3 separate regions of the Rattus norvegicus genome follow, and regions 1 and 3 are each linked to region 2. A link is a contact called in public Hi-C data. All regions are on one chromosome and are shown on one strand. The core of a region is the stretch at or near the end of the contact, and the rest is flanking DNA. Distances in the headings are between cores, read along the strand shown. Region 1 has its middle 54 kb from the start of Ahctf1. Region 2 has its middle 18 kb from the start of Psen2. Region 3 holds the start of Cdc42bpa (CDC42 binding protein kinase alpha).

The links. A called contact is a pair of places that touch in the nucleus more often than the background predicts.
Region 1: a Hi-C map of hepatocytes shows a contact between it and region 2, with 4 times the contacts expected there. The contact joins two enhancer-like sites. A contact is called at or near these places in 9 of 12 Hi-C or Micro-C datasets (the A7r5 cell line, Schwann cells, frontal cortex and 5 more).
Region 3: a Hi-C map of kidney shows a contact between it and region 2, with 2.4 times the contacts expected there. The contact joins the promoter of Cdc42bpa here to the enhancer-like site in region 2. A contact is called at or near these places in 2 of 12 Hi-C or Micro-C datasets (Schwann cells and kidney).

The regions. Positions count from the first base shown.
Region 1 is chr13:94,120,476-94,123,255 of GRCr8, forward strand. No RefSeq gene overlaps it. Among named protein-coding and RNA genes, the nearest start is that of Ahctf1, 54 kb to the left of the region's middle. Within about 2 kb of position 1,501, at least 12 of the 93 cell types and tissues checked have an H3K27ac peak or open chromatin away from gene starts, as enhancers often do.
Region 2 is chr13:94,496,838-94,499,537 of GRCr8, forward strand. It overlaps a transcript of Psen2 not described here. Among named protein-coding and RNA genes, the nearest start is that of Psen2, 18 kb to the right of the region's middle. Within about 2 kb of position 1,399, at least 80 of the 93 cell types and tissues checked have an H3K27ac peak or open chromatin away from gene starts, as enhancers often do. A contact at or near this core is called in Schwann cells and kidney, where this site is marked.
Region 3 is chr13:94,214,672-94,217,731 of GRCr8, forward strand. Cdc42bpa (CDC42 binding protein kinase alpha) reads left to right here and starts at 1,288. Exons shown (of 37, transcript NM_053657.2): 1 at 1,288-1,993. The coding sequence starts at 1,816.

The DNA of each region.
Region 1 (2,780 bases), core at 251-2,750, 380 kb before region 2:
CGGAAGAGGGCATCAGATCCTTTGGGACTGGAGTTACAGTTGATTGTTAGGCTACAAGTGGTCTTAAGCACTGAGGCGTCTCTCCAGCCCTGGGTCTTTAACTCTAGAGCCGTGGGTGGTCTCTCATAGAGCTGTGGTTTCATGTTGTTATTTTCTCTATAATATACTGCGTAATGCAGCTACACTATCCATGATATTGTTGTTTTTAGGAAACATTAAACAATGTCTTAAATTGATGATTTTAGTTTTTATACTATGCTTTGGGAGATTTTTTTTAAAGAAAAATTTCTGTTCTCACCGATGTCCCCTCCTCCCCCAGATAATCAAAATATAGACTTATTTTCTTCCTACAAAGACTTCAGATCCAGTACTCTTTTATGTATTTAAAAATGACCTAGTATGATCTATAGGGGAAAAAATTCTAGTAAGCTACAACAAACAACAGGGATACTTGCATATATATATATATATAATCATGATACAATTTATGATAATCAAGTTATACATGATAATCAAGTTATACAACCACTCCAGGGCCTAGTTATACAACCACCCCAGGGCCTATCAATAGTGAATGGACAGAGAAAATATGGTATATATACACCCTGGGTTGTTATTTAGCCATAAAGAACAAAATCATGTTGTTGACAGAAAACTGTCCAGAACTGGAGATCATCATGCCAAACAAAATAAGCTAAACTCAGACAAACATTGCATGGTTTTGCTTGTTGTTTGAGACAGGGCCTCATGGAGCCCAGGCTGGCCTTGAACTGGGTGGCATTCACTATGTAGCAGAGTATGGTATTGAACTCCTGAACCTCTTGCCTTGGTATTTCAAGACTTCCCACCAAGCCAAGCCAACAAAATTTCTTTCATAAGCAGAACATGGATTTTTTTTTTTAAGAAAGGCATTAAAATAGAAGGGGAAGTATTTGGAAGGAAGATGGGGACCAGGAGAAAAAGAGATTCATAAGGAGGGGTAAATGTATTAATATGCATTATAAGCATTATGGAAATGTCACAGTGAAGCCCGTTATTTTGTACAGTTAATCTACACAGATGAAAAGCAGGAAATACTGACTTATCTGGAAAGACAGGCAAATTACAGATGCTTCTTGACTTCTGACAGGGCTGTGTTCTGATAAAGCCATTGCAAGCTGTGGACATGGTAACTGGAAAATAACGCCCATCTAATCTACAAACATCTCACTCGACAAGGCAGCATGCACAAACTTGCAGGTGTTCACCGTCAGGATCCCTGGTTGGACCGGGAGCCTTGGCTTCCTGCTCCTGCCGGGCATTGTGAGAGTGTTATACTTCCTATTCACGGTGGGGGCGGAGGGATCAAAACTGGGAAGTGAGATGTCTCCTAACTGCAAAACTTTCACATAATTATAAAGCCGAAAAATCTTGACGGTGGGTTCTGTCTGTGTAAGCATTCGATATGGAAAAAAGCGCTAGGGGTCCACGTGACTGCCATTGGTGTTTTAATGTACCTCACCATTAGATGGCGCTATAGTAATAGACATAACGACTCAGTGGCAGAGGTCTTTTCACTCCAAATAAGTTCAGAGAGTTCTAAATTGGCCCTTGTCAGCCCAGCAAAGGAGATTTGCTTTTGGAACCTCTGTAGTAAGACTCCATGGCATGTCAGATGGAGTGAATGCTAGAAACAGGACATTTTCTAAAATAGTTACATGTATCACGTGTGTCTATGTCTGGGAGTGTAGTGCCCACTGAAGCCCTTGGATTCCCTGGAGCTGCAGTTACAGATGGTCATGAGCTGCTTTATGTGGGCGCTGCAATCCTCACTTGGGTTCTCTGCAAGAGCAGTATACACTTTAAACTGCAGACCCTGCCCTTTCCAGTCCTCCCTTCCCTCCCCTTTCCTCCCACTTTCTTTCCCTCATTCCCTTCCTTCTTCCCTCCGTCCCTCCCTGCCTCCCTCCTTCTTCTTCCTCCTCCTCTTCCCCCCTCCATGCATGAGAACTCAGGGCCTCATGCATGTCAAGCAGTCACTCAGCTACTGAGATGTAGCTGTGCCCCAGAACTTGACTCTTGACTTTAGGATGCCCTGTGACCCCCAGACTTGGACTGTTGATCAGGTCAGCCCGGGGAATGCCTTGACATGTTGGGATGCATTGTGAGACGTCTTAGCACGGCACCTGGCTTTGTTATTCTTTTGAATATGAATGGAAGAATGATAATTAGTTTATGGTTTTGATGTTTTGAGATAGAATCTCACTATATAGTCTAGGTGTCTGTGAACTCTGGTTCTCCTGTCTTTGCTGGTGAATTACAGTCCTGTACCACCATCCCTTGCTAAAAATACTTTGTTGACATCTATTGAGAGGGCTCCAGTTTATCCAACATCCAAACTCTATACATTTCTTCCCACTAGTGTTTAATTTCCATCCTGTGTTAATACTTTCATAAATCAATGAATATTTCTTTTCTTTTCTTTTCTTTTCTTTCTTTCTTTCTTTCTTTCTTTCTTTCTTTGTTCCTTCCTTCCTTCCATCCATCCATCCATCCATCCATCCATCCTTCCTTCCTTCCTTCCTTTCATAGCACAGCTAGTGTTCGTCAACTCCTCACATTTGGGATGTAGGAGAGAAAAAATGGCTTTTCTCTGGTCCAGTCCCTCCCCAGTTTCAAGCTACCTGCCCTTTGCCGTTCCTGACTTGTTTTCTACAGTGAGTCGCAAGGTGTCCTCGACAGGGTTTCTGTGTCCCTAGAGGACACGGGAAACTGGGTCAAGGGAGTATGCATGGACGTTT
Region 2 (2,700 bases), core at 149-2,648:
TTTTAAAAGAAACCAAAACTCCAGAACTGTCACTCCAGGTTTGTGCTGTGGCACATGCGTGCACACACACACCCTACAGAATGATATCATTTCTATAAAGAAAACAAAAAACAAAAAACCATGCCAACATCTGAAATAAAACCGGCTTTGTACCAACTGGCCTTACGCCTGTGAACAGTCCACCATGGATGGGGAGGGCTCCGCAATGGCCCACCCTTCCCTGAGGAGCTCATGATTGCTGGGGGTCATAACCTGTCCTTGCTCGGATAAATAACCCCTCGCTCACACTTGTGCAGGCAGCCCTGAATGTAATGGGCCACAAAGAGCAAGAAAAGTCAGGAGAGCAAAAGACTTCTTGGTGAGAAGAAGGGTCCTTGGGGGAGGGGGATAATGAGGGAGAATATAACCAAAGTATATTACACATGAAATTGTCAAAGAATTTTTTAAAAAAGGAACAGATTGACCCGAGAATGAATACAAAGGCAATAGTATTGATATCATAAAAAAATCACTTGTTTCTGAGACAAATACAGAAGCTATTAGCTGACTGGCTCCATTGGAGTGGGGAGGGTTTTGCAGATCTGCTCACTGATTCCTTTCCGGGATGCTCAGATCGATCTTGAGCTCCTGGTGTTGTGTTTTTAAAAGATAAAGAGAGGGGTGATATGTTCTATGGAGGTCTGGGGAAGGGGGTGCCTCAGTGGGTCCATGCTGAGGTGTCCCTTCCCAGTGAGGAACCAGCCACATGACAGTATAGTATAGAATAGAGTTTATTCAGGGCATGGGGAGGGGAGTTAAGAGGGTAGCAGGGCAGAGAGAGGGAGAGAGGGAGAGAGGGAGAGAGGGAGAGAGGGAGAGAGAGAGGGGGGGAGAGAGAGAGAGAGAGGGAGAGAGAGAGAGAGAGAGAGAGAGAGAGAGAGAGAGAGAGAGAGAGAGAGAGGAAGGAGGAGGAGGAGGGGGGGTAGAGGCCAGCCATGAACACGGGGAGAGGAGGGGAAGAGGGGAAGAGCAAGAGAGAGAGGAGGGGACAAGCAGCCCCTTTTATAGTGTCAGGTGTACCTGGCTGTTGCCAGGTAACTGTGGGGGGGTGGAGCTTAGACAGAACGCTAACACCTGGGGTTTTTGGTTTATTGGGTTTTGTTGTTTTGTTGTTGTTTGAGGTTTCTCGTTGTTTTCTTTTTTGTTTAGGCTTTTTTTTTTTTTTTTTGGTCTTGTCTTTTCCACTTGTGTGCTGGGTCCTTCTGCTCACGTGCCTGAAGTAAGGACTTCAGGTTTTTTTTATCTACTCTAGGATCTTTCCTTTTTCTCCCATGACTCATCCACGTTACTTCCCTCACAGATGTCTGTTTTCCCAATCTTAACACTCAGTCTTATGCCAGGAATCACGGGTCCCTCAGGGACCAACCACGGATCACCTTCTCCCCCAACCCCGCCCCCTCTCCCGCGTCAGCTTGTTTACATGGTGGGGCGGGGCACCCGTCTATTTCCACTTTCGGCTCTGAATGTGGCCTCTATCCCGGGCATCCCCCTCACTAGCCCTTTCATAAACATCTCAAGCTGCTAAGATCAAAACATTGACCAACCTTCTCCTTAAACTTCTCACCCTAGAGCTGCTCTGTGGAAGAGAAACATTTCCGTAGTTGACAATTGTAATGGGCTTTTCTGTTTCCTCCTCCAGCCTCAGAGCTTTCACCACAGGGGATTATCCCGGCATCCTTAGCTGCTCCCTGGTCTCCCAGGCACTGCTCTGTATCAGTCACCATCTTCCAACATGGTGTCCCCAGCGTGCCATCCCTGCTGGAGAACACACACACACACACACACACACACACACACACACACACACACACACAAAGAGCTCAATGCTCAACCCTTGCTTGGTACCCAGCAGCCCACGGTGTTACTTCTGGAACACACACACACACACACACACACACACACACACACACACACACACACACACACAGAGCTCAATGCTCAACCCTTGCTTGGTACCCAGCAGCCCACGGTGTTACTTCTGGAACACACACACACACACACACACACACACACACACACACACACAAAGAGCTCAATGCTCAACCCTTGCTTGGTACCCAGCAGCCCACGGTGTTACTTCTGGAACACAGGGGTGGGGCTAGCACACACACCTGGGTTTTCTATGCAGCCCCAGGAAGGCAACAGCTTCTGTGACCTCAGTCCTCACCCAGAGGCACTTCTGGGACTCAGCAACCGGTGCAGGCTGAGGCAGAGGGAAGGAGGCGGCTTTGCCTTTCACCACTGTAGGAACTGGAAGCAACTTTGAACCCAGGTGGTCCTCTGGCCCCTTGGCTTGCTGGCTTCTACTAAGGACAGACATCTGTCAAAGCAATCACTCAGCTTTTTAGCAACTTCCTTGCAGTGTTTCTGACACCACATACAACCTTCGAAGGCCAAGGAACTGTGGGGTTCCAACGCGCTGCTACGGAACTTTCTAGTTAAAAGAACTGCATGCAGAGAAGAGAGGCAGGGCAGTGAAGCGGCCCTCTTTCATGATGGGTTGAGCCCCGCCCCCGCCCTTCTCCCCGCCCCCCCAGTACACAGTGGCGAGAACAAAAGGACCAAACACCAGCATTCCAGCAGGGACATCTATGTATTGGTATTGTCATTAAGCCACTTCCCAGCAGTCCACTGCAGAAATAAGAACAGGACTCAGCTTCT
Region 3 (3,060 bases), core at 38-2,537, 280 kb before region 2:
GGAAACTTTGGGAAACAGAAAAGGGAATCTATCTTTTGAGGTCCCTCATGCACGACGTGGATGGTGGAGCAGACCAGTCTTTTTTATTATTTTTCAATCCTGGGGGAATGACACAAATGCTGTGGATTAGGAACACAGGAAATTAGGACTCTGGGTCGTGGGAAAGCCGAGTAGGGGGCATGGTGGGCAGGTAAACAGCGTCGGGAGTGGCTGTCTTGTCTTAAAGCGGTTGGAAGCCTAGGGTACCGGTGCGGGACAGACGGCATCTCCGCAGACGTGGAGGAAAAGGCCGGTTGTGGGGTGGACACCGCGGGGACCCCGGGCGGCTGCGCGGCACAGTGGCGCAGTTCCCAGCCCGTGTCTCACTGGGCCATCGCGTTCCACACCCGAGTCGTCCGGGACCCCGCTCCCCATCTGGCTGCCGCAGCCGCCGCCGCAACCCCACGGGCCGAGGCGATCCCCTTCCCTCTCCTGGGCCCGGGCTCCTCTGGGCCGCAGCGCACTGCTTCCAGCGGGGTCGGGGGGGCGGGGCGCGCCGCCATTTTGGATCCGGACAGTCCGCGAGCCTCCGCCTGCGCGCCCCGGCGCCGGGAGCGGCCTCGCGGAGCCCAGGGCGCGGGCGCGGGCGGCACGGGCGCGAGCGGCGCGGGCGGGCGGGCGGGCGGCAGGCGGGCGGGAGGGGGAGGCGGGCAGAGGAGGAAGGGAGTGGTTGGGAGCCGGGCTGCGGCAGCCTCAGGTCTCCTCGGCGGCGGCAGCGCCCCCTCCTCCCGCGCCTCAGCCGCCTGCGTCCGTCAGGAAAGATGCCCTCAGCCCAGGGCTGTGAAGAAGGGACCCGAGTCGTTGCCCGAACCGCGGCTGCCTCCCGCGTCCTCTGAATTCGTCAGCGCAGCCCCTCGCCGAGGGGCGGCGGCGGCGGCCGCGGGGCGCGAGCGGGAGCCCGGGCGCTGCGCCCGGCGGCACGGCGCGGCCCGCCAGCGGCCTCCGGCAGGCATGGAGCGGGCTCGCTCGGCCAAGTAGCCGCCGCCCCCGGAGCCCGGCGCGAGAGCCGCCCGCAGCCCGCCTCATCCCGGCCGCGCCGCCGGCCAGGCCCTGGGAGAAGCCAGGAAGAAGATGACGCGTCCTCGCCGCAGTCCGCTGGAAGCAGGACTCGCTGCAGAGCCCTAGGAAGAAAGAGCTCGGAGCCGAGGCTCGGCGTGCTCCGAGCCGAGCCGGGAGAGCCGCTCCGGGAGCTGCCCTCCCTTTGCCGCGGAGGACTCGCCCAGGAGCTATCGGAGTGGAGGTTGGGAGCATTTGCAGCAGATTTTTGGCTTTCCCTCCCCCTCCATACATTCCCCCCCTCCTTTTTCAATTTTTCTTCTTCCCGGGAAGTGAATTGCTGATGCCAAGGGGACTTTATTCATTAATGATGCAACTGGATTCGTTTCAGGATTATGTTGCACGAATTGAATTTTGAATGAAGGAGGTTTTTTTTTTCTTTTTGAAAGAAGTGTTGATTCTTTAGTTCGTTGTACTTTTAATTATTATTTTATTTAAATATACAATTTAATTGTATTATTCTCTTAAAAATATTAAATCTATATTTTATGGAAACTTACCCTCAAAATATATATGTTTATGGGTGAAATTGAAGACGCTTCCGTTAAGTGAGGTGACTGGTGTATTGGATGTTTAATTCAGCACCGGCATTGCATGACAGTTGTTGAAATAACAAGTGGTTTATTTTTAAAAACCACATCTTTAAAATTTTAGGTTCAGATAGTAACAGTAGACATCGTAAGGGCATTTAAAAGAAAACCAGCAGAAATCGAAGCAAACATGTCTGGAGAAGTGCGTTTGAGGCAGTTGGAACAGTTTATTTTAGATGGGCCAGCTCAGACCAATGGGCAGTGCTTCAGTGTGGAGACGTTACTGGACATACTCATCTGTCTTTATGATGAATGCAATAATTCTCCATTGAGAAGAGAGAAGAACATTCTTGAATATCTAGAATGGGGTAAGTTTTATTTTTAATACTCAATGTGTGGCTGCTGGCCATGAGCAATGTTAACTATCGTGAAAATGATGTGTGCATCCTTAACAAAAGAACAAACGCCAATTAGTCAAGACTTTTCCCTCCTAGTTTTTCATAACTATTTGCCAGGAGTAAAGCTGTACCTCCTAATTGTTGCCTTGTTGTTTGGCCTTGCCGTTTGTGAACTCACTGCGTTTCGGGGCAGCAATAGGAGCTTTAAAACTAATGCTGGGGTGGGCAAAATCGGATTATTGAGCACAGTTGTCACAGCCATTCAGTGGGAGGGTATTTGTCGGTTTTGACATTCCTTCACAGCCTTTGGAAATCACTGGAGATGAGAGGAGATTGGAAGTCCCTGCGTTCATTTTAGGACAACAGGAACGTGGAGGTGGTGATCAGTGGGTTTAATTTCATCTCTGTATAGCACAGGCAAGACAAACTACTAAACTCGGATATTCCAAAAATTACCAGGTTCCCAAGAAACAATAGAAATAGCGTGCCTCTGTGTGTGTGTGTGAGTGTGTGTGTGTAAAGCAGATGTAGTTGGAGAATGTTTGGAGGCAGCTCCCCTGCCTTCGATTTTATTCTAAATTGAACTTGTCTACACTGGCTAGATGTTACTCAGGCGACCTGTAGCAGTGGACTAGATCAGTGATGCGGGCAAACGCTGCTGCATGTGACCTTCAAGGTAGAAGGCTTATCTGAACTCCTGGAGCCTCTGATGTCACTCACTGGGGTGAGGGAAGTCTGACAGAGCAGTGACCATCATTGCCCAGGCCGGTAGCGAGTGGTACTGTAGCTCTGGAAGGATTTGGGCCATCTAGAATTCTGTGCTGTTGAAATACTTTTAGCTAGCTAAATGATTTTCATATTGAAGATCTGTATTCCCAACTAAACCTTTATTTTCTGAAGTAAAAGATTTAGTGCCTGTTTTTTCTGTTTTCAAGTTCATTCAGAATTTGTTTCTCAAGTCACTTTAAGAATGTCTACATGAAGCAGTTTTAATTCTCCAGTTTTCCAGTATTAGAAGAGTGATTGCTAGCAACATG